Linked DNA regions of Gossypium hirsutum: region 2 is linked to region 1. The links are chromatin contacts, called in public Hi-C maps. All regions are on one chromosome and are shown on one strand. The core of a region is the stretch at or near the end of the contact, and the rest is flanking DNA. Distances in the headings are between cores, read along the strand shown.

Region 1 (3,689 bases), core at 1,148-3,647:
AATTGCTAGTGCGGCTCATGTGCTCATATCCCGGAACAGACGGTGAAGGGGAAGGATGGGGTCATGCTTACGTAACATTTATTATCAGAGCTTTTGTCAAACTGTGTCCATCCATTTGGGAGGGAAAAAATTACGCGTATGAGTGTGGGTACATTTCAACATTTCCGTTAGTAAATTTCCATACAAGGAAATCAACCCTTAATAGTAATATCAACTCTTCTTTCTTCAACTCTTAATTAATTAGCCAAATGGGGTTACTCTTGACTTTACGCATTAACACTAAATATCCTTTAAATTAAACTTAATTAATTATATGATTTTGTTAATGCTAAATGTTAAGCACCACAATTTACCAGTTTTTACAATAAAATTTGAATATTACCATCCAAATCCAAATCCAAAATAAATACGATTATTTACAGGATATGTCAATTAAAAAATTAAAATCTTCAAATATTTTTCTAATATTTAAATCCATAAAATATAAATTCAAATTTGTTAAAATTATTTTACATTTATAAAGTTAAAATTATAAGCATTTTATAACTAATTTATTCAAATATTTAAATTTGAATCTACATCTATTATTCCAATAAACAAGAATTCGATGAATATTTAAGATATAATCTATCTTTACATTAAATTTGCAACTAATAACAATTTTAAAATTTAAATTTGTAAAAAATAAATCAAGTATCCGTGAATATGGAATTCGATTCCCAAACCGTCCTAGCTGCTAGCTAGGCTACTATCTCCAACTAGAGACAAGAGTTTCAAATGTAAAGTAGACGCGGTCTATAATCTATTCAAAGTTTCTAGTATCTTTCACTTTCACGTAATACCAAATTCCCTTCAAAAACACAAGTGGTAGTGTCGTACGTACATTTACGTTGCTTCTCCATGTAGAAAGATCAATTAAAAGAGACTCTGAGCCAATGCTTAATCAATCAATAAATCTTTAAAAAATAAAATTATAATATTTGATTCTATACTGTATATAAAATTATTTATTTTTTGAATACTTTCCCAAAATTTTTAAAAGCTTGAATTATTTAACGAATTGTTTTAATTCATTCATTCAGTAAAGTAATTTAACGATTAATTGTTGACTATTAAATTCATAAGTGAATTTATTAAAATAATTGACTTAATATATATTTGTTATAACAATCTAATTATACAATGGTTTACAAATTTAATTATTTTCTAATTTCCCCAAAGCATGTTGAAAAAGAAAGAGAAGAATTCCAAAATTATTGGTACGACAAAACGAAGCTGTTGGAAAGTTGAGGAGGCCGGTTTACGACTTTGCCCAAAACGACAGCAGCCGCAGTTGAAAACGACACATGGACACAATGTTAAGATGGCGAAGCCGACACGGCATCTGGATTCAGCTACCCCACTTTCCTCCTACTCCATGTTTTCGTCAAACTAAAACTAAACAAAATCTATCTTCTTTTCTTGGATTCAAACTTCACTATCAATTCCATATCTCACTTTATCACATGTAATATTTTTCTTTTTAATTTAATGTTCATACTTAGTCTTATTAATAACTTCATTTTCAAGGTTGAAGTTATATATATATATTTTTTAAGAATACAATGTTCTTAATAATATCATATTTATTTTTTTATACAATGATGATTCCAACTTAAATTATTTTAAAGAAAATAAACACTCAACCAATAGACCATAATTTAAAATTTTCACTATTATATTTGTTACTTATATCATATATTGATTAAAAATTATATCATGTCAACTATATTTAATTCATTTTTTTATTTATATTATTATAATTATTATTAATTCAAATTAGATTTAAATTTTTTAAATTTAAATAAAAAGTGTAAATAAATAACGTTAAATTTAACCAATGATAGTTCGGTCGTTTAACTATAATTTTTTTAGGGTAAACTATAAAGATAGCCATTTAATTATATTTTTTTATTTATTTTAGGCATTCAAACAAATAAAATTTACAGTTTAAATATCCACATTATGTAGTTCGGTCATTTTGGTCACCTCGTTAAAATCACAAAAGACAAGCTAACATGGCAGTTAAAAATCAATATAATAATAAATTTATCCCTCAACTTTTACATATTATATCGATTTAATCATAATTTTAAAAAATTAGCAATCAAAATTTACAAATATTCTCAATTTGATACTAATTCTAAAAAAAATCAAAGGAATATATAAAAATATATAAATATTTTTAAATATATATATAATAAATTTAAATTTTATATTAAAGTTTACATTAATATTAAATAAATATAATTATGTTAATATTAAATAAAATAAAAAAATCCTTCCATTCCATCCCTCTCCCCTTCCCCATCAGACTTGCCCCCACCATCGCCCTGCCTACCTCCCCTCCCTCGAAAAGATCACTGAAACGCAAAGCTATGATCCTGCACATTAGAGTAGATCACAAGGGGAAGCGGGACAGGGGTAGGGACGAGGGGACGGGGACGATTGTAGTGGTGGTGGTGGGGATTTTTATTTTATTTAATATTAATATAAATATTAAAATTATTATTATATTTTGTGAAAAATATTTATTTATTTTTAAATATGTATTTAAAATTTATTATTATATTTTAAAAAAATATTTATGTATTTTTATATATTTCTTTGATTTTTTTAGAATTAAGATCAAATTGAAAACATTTGTAGATTTTGAGGGTTAATTTTTTAAAATTATGACTAAATCGATATAATATGTAAAACTTAGGGCTAAATTTGTTATTATACCAATTTTTTAATCAGCTTGTCATTTGTGATTTTAATAAGAGTGATCAAAATGATCAAACTATGTAATGTGAGTGCTTAAATCACAAACTTTTTATTTTAGATGCCTCAAATGAATTTTTTTTTATAATTGGGTGACTATTTGTATAGTTTACCCTTCTTTTAAAGTCAAACACGTTCGTTTATTTATTGTTTTTAAGGATTTCTTTTTCTCTCTTTTGTAAAGAACAATTCAAGGATTTTGCGATGAAAGCTCTCGGTTCCAATGAGAAAGTGATGCAATGGGTGTTCAATTCCATTGTGGAGAAGCTGATAGTAAGGGATGATGCTCTCGATGTTATGGTGTCGACTTCGAAAGAACATATTGAAGAGCTCAAAGGGGGGCTCATTATTTGCAAAACTTCTTTGGGTAATGGGGTGTTGGTTGCGACACCCAAGCTTGTGGTGAAGGCTCTCAGTTCCAAAGTGAAAGCGATGCAATGGGTGTTCAATTCCATTGTGGATAAGCTGACAGTAAGGGATGATGCTCTCGATGTTGTGGTGTCGACTTCGAAGGAACAGATTGAGTCAAAGGAGGGCTTATTATTTGCAAAACTTCTTTGGGTAATGGGGTGTTGGTTACGACACCCAAACCTAAGGTGGATGTCTTAAAGCTGAAAGAGTTTAAGGGGATGAGGCTCGCAAGGGATGTGGATAAATTCTTATAGGGGATGGAATAGTAATTTCGCGCGATGGGCATTGAAGATGATGCCACTAAGGTAAATACTAATCTAATTTATTTTACTGGTGTCACTATCTTATGGTGGCATCATAGGTCCACAGATGGGAAACGCGGTGGGACTACACTTGGGATATGAGAGGAGTTTGAAAAATATTTGAAGCAGTTTTACCCATATTATGTTAAGGAGGAGGCTCGAGATAAGCTG
Region 2 (3,628 bases), core at 1,103-3,602, 180 kb before region 1:
ATGGGCTTTGTTTGCGTGTAATAGTCATTAATCAGAAATTTAGGATGAGGTGATTGGTGCCGCATTATCATGTGTTCATGTCTTGGAGGCTTGCTGGCATTCCTTGTTTTGATCCCATTTTCTTTTTATTTAATTTTTCATTTACGATTCTGTTCGAATGCTTTGTCTGGTCCAAAACTAGAAATCATATTACACAAGTGAATACGAGTCCACATTTTCCAGTTTATTTGTTCTTGTTCTAAGAACATGATGGCGATGTCGTGTTAAATACGAGTTTGGGTTTGTTTGATATAAATATGTTTATGTTTTCTGAAGTTGTATGCTTATGTCTAAAATTTTTCAAATATGGCAATTGATCTCAAGTATCAATTACAAGAGTTTTTAAGAAAAATGTAGGGTTTACAAAAACTTAGAGATTATTACCATGTATTTGATAAGGAAAGTTTAAATCTACTTTGATGACTATATTATGCAAAAACTTGATGTAGTTTGATCTGAGCTTATAAAAGATTTATGATTTTGTAATAGGACATGTTTGGATATTATAAAAGAATTTAACACATTATTTCAGAAGGTTATGGTGGAGGAGTACCAAGAAAATTTTGAATGAAATTATATATAAGCTACATGTTGAAGAGTTACAATTACTATGTTGAGTAAAAGAGAAAATTATTATAACAGAAAATCATACGAGGTTTAATTTTTAACAAAATTGGAAGAGTCACAAATAGTCTCATTTAAAACTCAAGTTCTTAAATAGAATATTCCTACAAATTAATTTGATGAGATTCAACAAATTATGCATATATCCTCTAACACTACCAAAAAAAATTACAAATTTTAGGATAATTAAAAGGTGAAGAAACCACCTCTATTTATAGTAATACAAACACTCCTCACCTTTGTATTTTTTAAATGCAACACATTATTAATTACATAGCCAGATATATTTTAAAAACCTAAAGATCAATCTACCCCTCCCAAAAGTTATAACCGCAACCCTTAAACTAGATTCTCAACTAGTGTAGTTAAGACTTGAAACCCAATAAACTTTCACAGTTTTTTAATATATACAATTGAATAACTTAACAATAAAAAAAATTGGAAGAGTTGTTAAATTAGCTTACTAATGCCTTTTGGCCTTATTGATGCCCTACTACATTTCAATCTTTAATGAAAGTTTTTCTTTTATTTGTATTATTGAGGTGGGAGAAAAAGTCTATTTGAAGATCCAACCTTACAAGCAAACTACACTAGCTTTTAAGAAGCAGCTTAAGCTTTCTTTCAAGTGCTTTTGCCCTTATTCTATAATTACCAAAGTGGGGTCAATAGTTTATAAGCTCAAATTACCAAATAGTGCTAAAATCCATAATGTGTTTTATGTTATCTCCTAAAAAAGAAAAAAAAAAAAACTCTAGGTTGCTGGTGATGGGCAACCCCTTGTGTACCTAGTTGTCATATTGGACAAGAGAATAACTAAAAGGGGAAACAATGTAGGACAATCCAAGACCATAACAATGAACCAAGGAGTTAGGCAAAGGGGATTACTACTCAAATTCACATGCACCAAGAGACAAATTATTGAAGAATGAAGGACGCAACTGGAATGTTGAGCTGGCATAATACAAAGTAGCTGTATAGGAAATTTGTTAAGCTTAGGTCATAGTTGTTGGTTATTGGTTTATGTAATTTGTAGTTATAGACCTCACTATTTATGCGTGACTATATGTGAAAATAAGCTTTATGAAATGAAATTATTAAAGGAAAAACTCTACCTTTTTTCTTCTTTCCTTCTCTGGTCTCATATCATCTTCTTTCTTCCATAACACTAACTGGAGTTTATTTTTTCTGCAGCAATACAAAGCTAAAATTCAATTAAAACAATGAGCAATTGATCACTTATATCAACAAAATGAAGTCCTATCCCTATTACAATGAAGGACCATGGAACAATAAAAAATCAAGGTTAAGATAAGTAAGGTTGGAGTGATCTTACCAAGTTCTTGAAGCTTTTAAGGAGAATTTGTTGGTTTAAGAGGGAAAAAAGGGAAAAACATTAATGAAGGTGAAAATTTGAAAGAAAATTTTTTCAACTCAAGCTTTTTTTAGCATGAATTAGTTATTTTGAAAAACACTACAAAACTAACAATAGCATTTTGGTTTGACTTGAGTTTTTAGAATTTTTAACTGATCACTTTAGAATTAGCATATTAGTATCTTATTAGAAGACTTGTTCTGATTTTTTAATAAGATTCTTAGAATCATCTGTTAATAGTCAAGATGGCCGAGTTGGTCTAAGGCGCTAGTTTCAGGTACTAGTCCGAAAGGGCATGGGTTCGAATCCCATTCTTGACAAAAATAAATTTTTACACTTTTTTATCATATTAGAAACGGGGCTTCCTATTTTTTATCATATTGATGCTTGCTGAATTTATGTGTTCGAATCCCATTCTTGACAAAAATAAATTTTTACACTTTTTTATCATATTAGAAACGGGGCTTCCTATTTTTTATCATATTGATGCTTGCTGAATTTATGTGTAGTGTTGGGCCAAACTAAATAGTCAGACTTGGAGCAAGTGTTTGAAGAGCCCGCAACTGCCAATCCTAATCCCAAAGTTCTTCCAACCACAATGAGTGGGATCCTTGTTTCAACCAAACACCCATATGAAACCATGTTAATGTCGGTTGCAATTAGCAGTTAAACCCCCCACAAAACAACAGTAGCCATACCGGAGCTGGAAAGTGAAAAAAGCCTCTTGGTTTTTGCCTTTCAAGGGTCTCTCAACCCAGCAGTAGCCATGGGAGTGAGCTTGGAAGGACAGAAGGTGATAATGGTACCATACATGGAAGCACATGTCCCAAAGTACCACCTCTGGATGCAAGACCCTGCTCTCCTTCAAGCCACCGGATCAGAGCCCCTCTCCCTCCAACAGGAATACGATATGCAGCTCTCCTGGAACCAAGACCCTCTCAGTTCTTCTCTCTCTCTTTTACTTCCTTTTCTGATTGTTTATACCAATTTCTCAATTGGGTTTTCTTCTTCTTTAATTTAATGATTAAGCTTGGTTTTCAACAGAGAAAACTTTCATTGTTTTGGATAAGGAGATGGTCGGGGAAAAGTTTGTTCATGGAAATCCTCATGTGGAAGGTCACCTCATCTACTACCTTTTTCTTAATTGCACAGAATTTAGTGAAACCCTTTGATTTCTTCAGCGTATTGTTTTGGACTGATATGGAGTTGATGGTAAACGATGATCCAGCCATGGTCGGGGATGTGAATATCTACATGAATGATTTGGATGACCCTCAATTAGCAGAGATTGAAATTATGATAGCTGAACTAAAAAGGTACTTGCTTTGCACTTCTTCACAATCAACAAAATCTATTTCTTAACTGACATCGCTCTCTTTCCTTCATACTTGTGTAATCATTTTGAATCATCAACATGGAATTTCTTGCACTTGATTCCTTTTCTTTCTAAGAATTTGTTGGGTTTGTTGCTTTTCTCTTTTTTTTCTTTTCATTCTGATTAATCATTTATGAGCAAGAGTGCTGTGGAAATTGAGTAATGGTTTAATGTAAATAGAACTTTTACACCATCGTATACAACATATGCTGATGAAT

Evidence for each region. Hi-C and Micro-C count contacts between places; a contact is called where the count stands out from the background.
Region 2: a Hi-C map of leaf shows a contact between it and region 1, with 2.0 times the contacts expected there. The contact joins the promoter of LOC107952802 here to the enhancer-like site in region 1. A contact is called at or near these places in 2 of 34 Hi-C or Micro-C datasets (both in leaf).

What each region holds. Positions count from the first base shown.
Region 1 is chrA07:64,434,554-64,438,242 of Gossypium_hirsutum_v2.1, reverse strand. No RefSeq gene overlaps it. Among protein-coding and RNA genes, the nearest start is that of LOC121204345, 16 kb to the left of the region's middle. Within about 2 kb of position 2,397, at least 3 of the 9 cell types and tissues checked have an H3K27ac peak or open chromatin away from gene starts, as enhancers often do. A contact at or near this core is called in leaf, where this site is marked.
Region 2 is chrA07:64,617,079-64,620,706 of Gossypium_hirsutum_v2.1, reverse strand. It overlaps LOC107952802 (N-acetyltransferase 9-like protein), which reads left to right and starts at 2,352. Exons shown (of 6, transcript XM_016887981.2): 1 at 2,352-2,976; 2 at 3,080-3,151; 3 at 3,264-3,351. The coding sequence starts at 2,802. TRNAL-CAG (transfer RNA leucine (anticodon CAG)) reads left to right here and starts at 2,275; the gene lies at 2,275-2,355.